Regions from separate parts of the Mus musculus genome. Here region 2 is linked to region 1. The links are chromatin contacts, called in public HiChIP or PLAC-seq maps. All regions are on one chromosome and are shown on one strand. The core of a region is the stretch at or near the end of the contact, and the rest is flanking DNA. Distances in the headings are between cores, read along the strand shown. Region 1 overlaps Kcnab1 (potassium voltage-gated channel, shaker-related subfamily, beta member 1). Region 2 overlaps Kcnab1 (potassium voltage-gated channel, shaker-related subfamily, beta member 1).

What was found. HiChIP or PLAC-seq counts read pairs in DNA pulled down with a chosen protein or histone mark.
Region 2: a contact with region 1 is called in a FOXA1 HiChIP or PLAC-seq map of pancreatic cancer cells. The contact joins two enhancer-like sites. A contact is called at or near these places in 1 of 484 Hi-C or Micro-C datasets (embryonic fibroblasts) and 1 of 115 datasets of contacts at active chromatin or transcription factors (pancreatic cancer cells).

Annotation. Positions count from the first base shown.
Region 1 is chr3:65,132,973-65,139,103 of GRCm38.p6, forward strand. All of the region lies in intron 1 of Kcnab1 (potassium voltage-gated channel, shaker-related subfamily, beta member 1), which reads left to right. A330015K06Rik (RIKEN cDNA A330015K06 gene) reads right to left here. Exons shown (of 5, transcript NR_126080.1): 4 at 2,622-2,836; 5 at 87-1,642. Among named protein-coding and RNA genes, the nearest start is that of Kcnab1, 27 kb to the left of the region's middle. Within about 2 kb of position 2,304, at least 36 of the 459 cell types and tissues checked have an H3K27ac peak or open chromatin away from gene starts, as enhancers often do. A contact at or near this core is called in pancreatic cancer cells, where this site is marked.
Region 2 is chr3:65,313,824-65,319,954 of GRCm38.p6, forward strand. It overlaps Kcnab1 (potassium voltage-gated channel, shaker-related subfamily, beta member 1), which reads left to right. Exons shown (of 14, transcript NM_010597.5): 8 at 5,596-5,682. Among named protein-coding and RNA genes, the nearest start is that of A330015K06Rik, 14 kb to the left of the region's middle. Within about 2 kb of position 2,223, at least 12 of the 459 cell types and tissues checked have an H3K27ac peak or open chromatin away from gene starts, as enhancers often do. A contact at or near this core is called in pancreatic cancer cells, where this site is marked.

The sequences.
Region 1 (6,131 bases), core at 1,054-3,553:
TGAGATTAAAAATAAGGCTTTGTCTTTACCTTCAAGGAGACATGTTCCTAGGGACTTTCAAAGGACAAAAATCAAACACTTTGTTTAAGTGGAGGAAGGGGAATTTAATAGTCTAAAATAAATAAAATCTCTCCAAAGACTATGCACAAAAGTCAATTGTGTACATAGCAAATGTCTCCTGATGAGAGTAATTATGTGATCACTTGAATGGCCAAATTCTACCATGAAGAACAGTTAAGAATGCTTGCTGCTATTGCAAGGAACCCAAAGTTAGTTCTCAGTACCCATATTAGGTGGCTCACGACCACCTGTAACTCCAGTTCTGGGGGAGTTCAACTTCTTCTTCTAACCTATACAGAAATACACATATACATACACAAAAATACAAGCATATACAGAGATTAGTTAAAATCAAAATAATTTTGGAAGAAGAGAGATAGTTACAAGCTCACCACTCAACCCTCTCCCTGAATTATGTAAAAATTGCTCATTTAAAGAACATCTGCCCACTCAGCTCACAGTGCCATTCTTCATGTAGGTCTTCTTTCCCGTTTATCAGAAATGGCTGCAGGCATGACTCAGGCAACACTGGCCCCTGAGCTCCCATTTACAAGGCTTTGAGTATTTCTTTCCTTGCCCCTTGTCTTTTGTACTTCATCCTGGATCATTTTGATCTACTTCTCTGCTTCTTAAAAAAAAACACTAGAGGCCTCACATTCCACAGTACTAGTAACACACAGTAGCTCAAATACATACACAGAAATTAAGTTCAATGAAAAAAAGGTTTGTAAGATATGACCTCCTTCCTCTTTTTACTGGCTGCTCCATGAAGGTATAATGCCCGCCAGGCCCTAACACTGTGAATGCGTGGCTCGTGAAATTTGTAGCTGGAGTTTATTTGGAGATCCTGAACTGAGGAGATTATCCTGGATTATCCAGGCACAACTTAGTGCAACCACAAAAACTCCCTCTTGAGAGTGAAGTAGAGGGAAATTCTGATGACAGACAGATGGAAGGGTGTTCACCGCTGGGTCTGAAGAGAGAGCTGACGGCTGAGTGTGGCAGAATGCAGTGGCGACAAAAAGACCAGGAAGTGATTCTCTGCCAAAGCTGCGTTGGTGACCAGCCCTGCTCCCCTGACCATGTCTCTGACTTTAGCCAGCTAAAACTGATTGAGAAATGCTGGCTTCTACAGCAATGTGAGGCAATCTAAAGTTCTTGTAGAGCCACTAAATTCCTGTTAATTGGTTGGAGCATCAGAAGGAATTTAATGTAGTCAGTTATCACCATGATAAGGTAAAAGTTCTAACCCAGAAAAGAAAGAGGAGATGATGTCCCTGTTTGAGTGACCGGAGCTGGAGTGATATTTGTAATTGATTGAGCCGTGTTCTGATAAGGGAGGGCACCATGATTTCAGCTGGAAGCACCACTTTCCAATGCAGCCTGCCTTTCGATCTGATCAGAAGCATTCCGTCTCTCAGCGCTGTGTGTCATTCATCAGCCAGTCAGTACCAGCTACCTGGTATGCAGCTGTCTTATGTACTGCCTCGGAAGTGACCTCCTGGAGGGCAAGAATCCATCTTCTTTCTCTTGATCAATAATTTCTGAGAACCTGCCACATAATGGGCACTTGGGAGAAGAGCTGAAAGTGGGAGTATAAAAAGAAAGATGTTAGTCAATTTATAGACTATGGTAAGTCATACATAAAAAATGCAAAAGTGTACATATATATATATATGTATATATATGTGTGTGTATGTATATATATATGTGTGTATGTATATATATACGTGTGTATGTATATATAGATACATAAACTGAGGCTCAGGAAGGTAAAACACCCCATACCATCCTGCCTGAATCTAGATTCCAGCCTGATAGCCATGTATTTCATTGCCTCCATACCCACCCACTTATGAGGTCACACATGCAGGAGAAACAAAGATGAGAGGGATGTATGCCCTGAGCCAGAATCTTAAATGTCAAAGACATCTAACATCTGTTGTCTGATTTAAAGTAAGTACATGTGACGCATACATCCTTGATTCTAGGTAAAGGTACAAAGAATTAATTTTCCTTCACTGCTCTGTGGCTACATTTGGAGATAGATTCACCAACAATCTAGAATCATGTGAGCACCAGGCAGGAAGCTGATACATACTTTGTCAATAGGAAAACTGAGTCACTACATAAATAAATAATATTGCCAATATCGGACAATGAGTCAGACCTATGGGCAGACGAAGGTGAGGAATGCATCTAGGGTGCATGGGAGTGTCTGCTTTTCCCTCCGAGGGCTGTGGTAGCCAGCCTTGTGTGTGGGAGAGGAGTCTCTGTCGGGTCTGTGAACATGTGGGCTGCAGACAGGACACTACCAGGCTCCATGTTGCTTGTTCTTGGCAAAGTGATGCTCTGCAAATTCCTGCAACTTCCTGAGAGCCCACTGCTATCACCCTCACATGAGAATGTACTGCTCTCTGGAGGCCCTGGAATTCTTTAAGGCCCTGGAATTCTTTAAGGCTCTGGAATTCTTTAAGGCCCTGGAATTCTTTAAGGCTTTGTAGATCAAGCACTGTGGGTCATTCTGAGAACTGAAGTCCAGAATATTATCAAATACTCACTAGCCTCCAACCGGACGGGAAAGACGAAGATCTTGCTTTTCACCAACCAATAGAAACTTTCATTTTGGTTTTCCTCTTAGCGCATGTTGATCTCAGTAGCATACATGGGCCAATGTAAGAAAAAAGTTCCTGTTCATTCAGGTGGGATTAAAAACCCATTTTACACAATATAATTCATGTGTGTGTTCCTTTAGCCTCTAAAGATGTGGACATTTCTTCTTACATAGAAAATTGTCAATGGGGAATGAAGTTAAAGACAGAAAAGTTGTTATATAATTGAATATAAATGTGGGAGTCTTGTTACTTAGAGCAAAGCTGACAGGGAAAACAATAGTAGATACCTGGGCAAAGGATTTTATCTTAGAACAATGGCATTTTGACCTATAGACTGAATGATGGTTATATCACACACACATACACACACACAAACACACAATTTTATATTCATATATATATATATATATATATATATATTTCTATCTCAGTAGAGCATACATGGGCCAATGTAAGAAAAAATGTGTATATTTATGTGGATATATGTGTGTGTGTGTGTGTGTGTGTGTATAAAGAGAGAGATATGTGCATATTAATACCATTAGAAACAGTATAGTCACCCTAAATAACTTGTATTTACATAGCATTCATGTCAGTTTTATTGCCTCAGTTTTATTTTTAAAAGAATCCTGAGCAGTAAGTAGAACAGGGCTTTTTTTCCTTCAGTTTATAGATGATGAAACCAAAGCCCAAAGAACCATGCTGCTCTGGAAAACCAGCATCATCCAGCCACCAGCAGTAAAGTCAGGTTGCCGACCTGGGCTGGAAGCCTAGGTGCACTGCAGACATCCTGCATAAAACAACACAAGGAAGTGCTGTACTCCATGATAGCTAAGACCTGTGCTAGAGTAAGATCTTAGTTATATCCTGGCTCTGCCATTTATTAACGTGTGATCCTGTACAAGTCGCAGAGCCTATCAGGATTTCAGTATATTTCAATCCATAAAATGGAAATGATTGTACTAAATTATTTAGGATCCAGATAAATGGCACACTCAAGTAAGAGGAGGAGTTTAAGAGGCCATCAATGGGCTGAGTGCACAGAGAGCTACAGGCACTCCAGGAAAGTTGGTGAACACGCTGGGGATAGCAAGGAACCCCCATATCTTCAGCATGAGGAGGGGAAGCAAGGCCCGGAAGCTAAAGAGAATCCAGTGGCTGTCCAACTGGGTTAAAGCATAGAGCTGTGAAATGACATACAGCCTAGAATCCTAAGAAATTAAACTGGAAGAACAGTACTACCAAGCCTCTCTTCTCATCCTACTGTGAGATCCTAAGAAACCCTTAGCTTTCTCCTTTGGGAGCCTGAAGGTAAGGTCCGAAGAAGTGAGCACCCAGAGCACAGATCAGGGAGACGGAGAGAGGAGATGCAGAGGGAAGTGCAGGACAGTCTGCACGGAGCACCTCTCAGGGTCAAGTTTTGATGGTTACATGTGCTAAGACGAGAAACAGCTGGAACAAAGCCCAGAGCATAGCTCGCCTCAGCACAGGTCAGCTGTTGACATGATTATTTTTACCACTCTCCAAGCACTGGGTATGGTTTCAGCTGCAGGAAGATATTAATATTTCTAGACTCTTGACTGAAAAGAACCCATTTTGCTCTGGAACCTAGAATAATTATTCCTCTCAGAGTTTGCAAAAGGTAGGTCAGATGTTAGAAGTTAATTCTTTTTTTTTTTTTTTTTTTTTTTTTTTTTTTTTTTCCATTTTTTATTAGGTATTTCGCTCATTTACATCTGCAATGCTATACCAAAAGTCCCCCATAGCCACCCACCCCCTCTCCCCTACCCACCCACTCCCCTTTTATGGCCCTGGCGTTCCCCTGTACTGGGGCATATAAAGTTTGCGTGTCCAATGGGCCTCTCTTTCCAGTGATGGCCGACTAGGCCATCTTTTGATGCATATGCAGCTAGAGTCAAGAGCTCCGGGATACTGGTTAGTTCATAATGTTGTTCCACCTATAGGGTTGCAGATCCCTTTAGCTTCTTTGGTACTTTCTCTAGCTCCTTCATTGGGGGCCATGTGATCCATCCAATAGCCGACTGTGAGCATCCACTTCTATGTTTGCTAGGCCCAGGCATACTCTGACAAGAGACAGCTATATCAGGGTCCTTTCAGCATAATCTTGCTAGTGTATGCAATGGTGTCAGCATTTGGAAGCTGATTATGGGATGGATCCCCGGATATGGTAGTGTCTACATGGTCCATCCTTTTATCTCAACTCCAAACTTTGTCTCTGTAACTCCTTCCAAGGGTGTTTTGCTCCCACTTCTAAGGAGGGGCATAGTGTTCACACTTCAGTCTTCATTTTTCTTGAGTTTCATGTGTTTAGGAAATTGTATCTTATATCTTGGGTATCTTAGGTTTTGGGCTAATATCCACTTATCAGTGAGTACATATTGTGTGAGTTCCTTTGTGAATGTGTTACCTCACTCAGGATGATGCCCTCCAGGTCCATCCATTTGGCCAGGAATTTCATAAATTCATTCTTTTTAATAGCTGAGTAGTACTCCATTGTGTAGATGTACCACATCTTCTGTATCCATTCCTCTGTTGAGGGGCATCTGGGTTCCTTCCAGCTTCTGGCTATTATAAATAAGGCTGCTATGAACATAGTGGAGCATGTGTCCTTCCATAGGATTGTAAAAGGAACATTTATATGTACATTTTAACATTGCATCTGCTGACAAGATAATTAAGAGTGTGACAGGGTTTCCATTGTGGCTTGCTATTTTCAAGCATTTATAACTTGGTTATGAAATGTTGCTCCAAGGCGAAACTTGGCTACTATGCCTCAGCCTTTAGATTAAAATAAATTTTACATGGAAAAACATCCTTTTAATTGCCTTTCACTTGAGTAATGGATTGCTGTGTGTGCACTGTGGGTGTTAAGAGTGTGTGTATCCATTAGTATGTGTGGCTACAGTTCTCTGTTCTGTTTTCTTTCTTTACCATCACAATGCCATTAACCTTGCCACTTTTAAAGGAAATGACTCAAAAAGATGAGTCACTTGCAGGCTCACCTAAGGGGAGAGGAAGAAAGAGAAAAAGAAAGACAGAGAAGCAACAGCCACAAGACAGGTGACTTGCCCAGCCACATACACACACACACACACACACACACACACACGACATTTTAGTATTTACTAGCCTCTCATTTTTCACAAAGCCACTTCCCATCAGAGCTGATATCTTCAACCACCAACTGCACCAAGGGCCTTCTGGGATTCTCTGGGAGTCATGATGGATCTAGTAATAGACAGCAGCACAAAAACAAGAAATTCTAGAATCCCATTAAAACCACATGCAAATTCCTTCCGATTGCACAACTAATGTTTCACATAGGGAATTAAATATTTAAGATACCTAAGACATTGGTTGCCCTGGTTATTTACAAAGCTAATCTGTATCCGAAGAATGAAAAGGCTACTGGGAGAGCAGTTACAGAGAGCAGAA
Region 2 (6,131 bases), core at 973-3,472, 180 kb after region 1:
ATCTCTCTGGCCCCCAGCATAACATTTTTAAACTCTGCATGTAAGTGAGACCACTTGGCATTTGTTTTCTTATATGTTTTATTTTACTTAGAATAATGTTTTGCCACATGGTGGGACTCATGGCTCTAGCTGCATATGTGGCAGAGGAATGGTCTGCATATGGTCCTGTGAAGGCTTGATGCCCCAGTATAAGAATACTAGGACAGGAAGCAGGAGTGGGTGGGTTGGGGAGCAGGGGAAGGGGAGAAGGGGATAGGGGATTTTCAGAGGGGAAACTAGGAAAGGGGAAAACATTTGAAATGTAAATAAAGAAAATAGTAAAAATTAAAATTAAAAAAGAATAATGTTTTGCTTTCCGTATATTATGTTGTCATAAATGATAGGATATAATGTTCTAGTGGCTGAATATAATATGCATGACCTTATAAGATAGATAGATAGATAGATAGATAGATAGATAGATAGATAGATAGTCAGATAGATAGATAGATAATCACATTTTTTTTCATTTATTTGAGGCAATATATATTTCAGCCTATTTACCATTACATAATTGAATCATGACAAAGATGATTACAGTGGTGGTAGATAATGATTTGCTATTGAGTCTCTTCAATGTTCTTGATATCAGTCCTTAGTCAGATGTATATTGGACAAATACTTTTCTTCATTATGTATATCTGTATTGCAGAATTCCATCCAGTTATATTTAAAATAGTTATTGATGGGAAAGGACTCACCCATCATGATGGGTGTTATATTGTTTTTTATGATGTTACTTGTTTTCTATATTGTTTTAGCTCCTCATTTCTTCCTCTCTCAGTGTTTTTGGTTGTGAGTTTTTCTAGTAGTGTTGTCTGGTTCTTTTTTTTTTTTTTTTTTTTTTTTTTGGTTGTTTCGTTTGTCTGTTTGTTTCGGGACAGGGTTTCTCTTGTGTAGTCCTGGCTGTCCTTGAACTCACTCTGTAGACCAGGCTGGCCTCAAACTCAGAAATCTGCCTGCCTCTGCCTCCCAAGTGCTAGGATTAAAGGCGTGCGCCACCACGCCCAGCGATTCTTTATTTTTTGTTATGGTGTAACCGTAGGTTTTCTCTTTGTACTTAATATTAAATATACAAAAAGATTATTTAGTACAAGTTATTTTGAAAATATGGCAACTTAATTTTGATCATAAATATTAAAAATAAAGAAAACCTCAATACATGCACTGTATTCTGTCATATATTTTAATTTCTAATGTTTCATTTCATCTTTTTCTATTGCCTATTTCTTAAAATAGCAGTGTAGTCATTTTCAAATTTTTTGATTTTTAATCCTCATACTAAAGATATTTGGAGTGCCATAGTTAAAGTATTAGAAGACACCACATCTGTCTGAAAACTCACTGCCCGCTTCCAGTGTTTTGTTTACTCAACAATGTCTTGTGCTCGCAAGAATTCCCCTTAGGATTTATTCTAGACTGAGTCTAAGTGGCAAGAATTCCCTTCGCTTCTATTTAGAAATATCCTTTTGTCTCCTCCTCTGAAAGCTTGCTTTGCTGAGTACACCAGCCATTATTATTAATTATTAGTTATTACTATTACTATTATCATGTATTCACTTTACAACCCAATATCAGCCCTTCCTATCCTTCCACTTCCTCCTCTTACACATCCTCCCTCCATTCCTTCTTCTCTTGCTATTTTCACAATTCTCTTCTTTTAACTTTTGAGACCTGATTATAACATGTCAACTTGGGGTAGATTTGGTTAAATCACATCTGTTACCTTTGACTTTCCTCCATCTGGGTATTTGGTTCTCTCTCTAGGTTTGGAAAGCTTTTTGTTACTATCTTTTTTAGGAAATACATTAATATCGTCATACATTTTTATGTATATACAAACCTATGTGTGAATCATGCTTATTCCTATAAAACCAGTTTTTAATATACTTTATTTATTAAATGTGTTCTTTGATAACGCATTTTATACGAATGCATTGCATAATACATTCGGGTTACTCTCTCTTCCTCCTCTCCCATCTTCCTCTTCCTCTGTCTAACTCCCTTCTAGCTGCAAGTCGCTTTCTCAAATTCTGGTCCTTTTGTTTTGTTTTGTTTTGTTTTGTTTTGTGACACCCTGAGTTTCACTAAGGCAGTCATGGGATAATGTGTGAGTCACACATGGGTATACAATGAAATATAATGGCTGAGCCTCTCCCAGAGTCCACTAGTAGCCAATAGTTCAGTAGGGAGGGGTAGGGCCCACGAGCCCCTCCCTTATCCATGTTTAACTGATGTCAAGGCGAGTGTTATACAAGACAGCCTCAGCTGCTGGGAAATCACAGTTGCATTGATCGTGGCATACCCAGAAATTAGCCTTTCACAGCCTTTCCGGCTCTTGTATACTTTCTGACCCTTCTGTCTATAACGATCCTGGAGCATCAGAGAGGAGGTAGAGATGTCCTGTTCAGGCCTGAGCACTAGACTGTCACTTTTTCTCAGCATGTTATTATATTTTTATAAGTTTTATCTCTTAAAATTTATGCATATGTATTTGTGTCTGTGTGAGTAGATGCCACATGTGCAGGGAAGAAGAGTCAAGGTCAGAAAGGAGCTAGAGTTACAGGCTATAGATGCCACCCAACTCTGCTAGGAATTGAACTGGGGTCCCTGGTAGAGAAGAAAAGACTTATTAGCTGCCGAAGCCATCTTTCCATCCCCTTGTTACTTTTAGTAAATGTTTAACTCTAGGATTCCGAAACCCTCACTGAAACCCCAAACCTGAGTATCTCTTCTTTTCATGATGTTCTGAGACCCTGCGAGCTTTCCTCATTCCTTTTCACTTTCTTCCTCCTGGATATATTCAAATATCTTGACTTCAAGTTCACTGCCCCTGCTGTTAGGTGGATTCTCTGTGGATGCTGTCAGTTCCCTCTTCATCTGCTCTGCATTTCAGCTCCAGGAGTTGTTACAGGTTCTAAAAATGATTTTACTTTCTGTAGCAAGGTTTCCTGGTGATTACTCAATTGTTTCTCCAGAGATTTTATTTTGTTGTTGTTATGGTTGTTGTCTGCTTTTATTTCTCATTTTCAAGACAGGGTTTGTCTGTGTAGCCCTGGCTGTCCTGGAGCTCCCTCTGTAGACCAGGCTGGCCTTGAACTTAGATATTTGTCTGCTTCTACATCTCAAGTGCTGGAAAAAGGGTGTGCTCCCACCACCACCACCCAGATTCTCTTGTGCTTTTAAGGATCATGTTTCAGTAGGTTATTTCTAATGTATTATCCACCCCTGGACCAGTTCTGGCATACATATACATATACATGTACATATACATATTTTTTGAGATTATAATTATGTCACTTCCTCCTACCCTTTCCTCCCTTCAAACCCTCCTATACATCTTTCCTTGCTTTCTTCCAAATGCATGGCTTCTATTTTTCATTATTTGTTGTCACAAATATATACATACACACATACATACATACATGCACACATACACACAGAGACACATGCATGCATACATATACACATGGACACACACATATATACATGGATATACACAGACATACAGACACACACAAACATACACATATATACATATACACACATATATATGTATATACATATACACACACAGAGACACACATACACAGACATAGATACACAAACACATACACAGACATACAGACACAGACACACACGCACACATACACATACATGCATACATACACACACATACACAAACACACAGACACATGCACATACACATATATATAGTCTTACATTCATAAATACAACCTACATAATGTTACTTTTATGTACATTTTCAGGGCTGTCCATTTGGTATTAGATAACCAATTGGTGTGTTCTTTCTTGAGAAAGACTATTTCTCCAACTCTTGCTTGACCATTACACAAAACAGGATCTCATTAACTCAGACAAGCTTCTAAGTTGCAATCCTCCTGCCTCAACATACTTAGTGCTGGAAGTACAGCCATGTGTCACCATGCTCAGCTTCTCTGTATCTTCTTGAAGTTCACGACTTTCCATCAAATAACTGTTTTGAATTCTTGTCCAAGAGGCCAACATATCCACCACCTCATCATCGGCTTTTGACATCTCAGCTCCCTGGAAGCTCTCGATGCTTGTTAGTATCTGACAGCATCCATGCACTGAAGCATTCGGCGTGTATTCCAGCTGTCACTACTTGGCTTTAATGGTGCCTGGCCTGGGAATTCTAAGAAGGTCGTTCTGGAGCCTGTATTTATTGCCCACGGTTGCAACACTAGAGGGCGCTAGTCCCAGTAAATTCAAAACTAGTGCTGCTATTCTGCTATCCCTAGCTTAGGTTTGTTGCAATTGGTACCGCTGTATGTGGTAGATTAGGGGACTGCCTAGATAAGGTGATCCAATCTCAGGACCGAACACCTCATCTACAATCACTAGCCTGCAGTCAGGAACAACAGGGTTCTAAGCAGCCCTGAGCCTTACCACAAGGGATGCAGCTCAAAAGGCCAGGTTTGGGTGCCTCTCTGGAGCCCTTAGGTTCCTGAGTCCAGTGTAACTATGTTTCCATGGCCTGTCTGGTGATGTCGTCCCTTTGGCTGGACACCACTGCAGCCAGGTACAGGCAATGCAAACTGGAATTTTATGTGACATCCAGGCTTTTCTGCATGGGTGTTGTTCATGGGAAGAATCTACAGCCCCAGCACTGAGTTTCAAGTAAAAGTTCTATACCTCTTTCCATCATACGTTACTTGCAAATAAAATGTCTTTGAACTTGCTGCCTGAGATTGAAGGTGAATAGTGGAGGTAATCCCTTGGCTAACAAGATTGGTGTTAAGTAGTGTCATACCTGATGCTACAACCTTTAGAACTGGTATACTGGCTGAGTTAGCAATTGTGTAAGTGAGAACCCGGGTCCAGCTCACCAATGTCAGAGATGCTTGCCTAGCTCTGGGGTGGATCCAGAGACTCTCTGTGAAGATTAGCCTGGGAGCAAGGGCAGGGTGGAGGAGTCTACTCAGTACTGAATTTCACCCTAGTGAGAGGTTGGTTCAAGTCTCCCTCCCCTCCCAAAAAGTGTCTCTCTCTAGGCCATTTGCTCTCAACCTTTGATCCAAGTGACCCTTTTACAGGGGTCGCCTAAGGCCATCGGAAAACACAGATATTTAGGTTACAATTTATAACAGTGAAAAAATAATCTTATGGTTGTGGGTCACCATAGCATAAAGAACTGTATTAGGAGCACTGGGAATGGTGAGAGCCTCTGTGGTTCTCTAGGCTGTTTGATTCTTGGATTTGGAGGGTTTCCCTCCGGCTTGCTCAAACATCATTTTCCATTATTATACTAAAACCCAGACACTATCATCTTTCTTCTGGTTTAACTCTTGTGAAGGTTAGTCATATGGAAATAACTCCAACTGATGTTTCTGAAGGTAAGCAATTGCTGCTATCGTCTTGCTGTGCCCTGTTCAAGAGGACTCTTGTAATTAACTCAGTGTTTGTTTTTAAGTAAATTCTTGAAAGAAATCAAACTCAAGCACTTTCTAAGTGTGGTCCTATTTGGACTTCTTGGGCCTTTGGTTATATTCTGTTTTCTGCTTCTGCTGCTAGGACTGAAAGGCTCCCTCCAGAGGCTGCAACTGGAATACGTGGATGTGGTCTTTGCAAATCGCCCAGACAGCAACACTCCCATGGAAGGTGAGTAAAAGAATCTAATAAGAAAAAGAGGCTACAGAATTGCTGGACCTAGCCTGAAGACTGTTTCTACTACAGTAAGTAATGAAGTATGTTCAGATTGTTAAGCTAGAATTTAAAAAAATAAAACCTTTCCAATGTCCTTTAGCTTCTGTATTGACCCCAAAAGCCAAGAGACTACTACGTAGGTTTATTTTCCTCCCCGCCCCACTCCTCCTCCTCTTCCTCCTTCTAACTTCCTTCTTTACCTTTATTTTCAGTTTCCTTTCTTGGTTGCAAAATACTCATTTCTTCCAGATTCACTTCACTTTTATGATTTCATCAACTGAAACGATTACGTTACTCAGATAATCCAACCACTGTTTCTGAGGCTCCTCTACAGAGCTTCCTTTTCTATAATGATGCTAAGTCTGATTAGTTTGCAATCCTGCCTGATAAATGCTGAGACATGC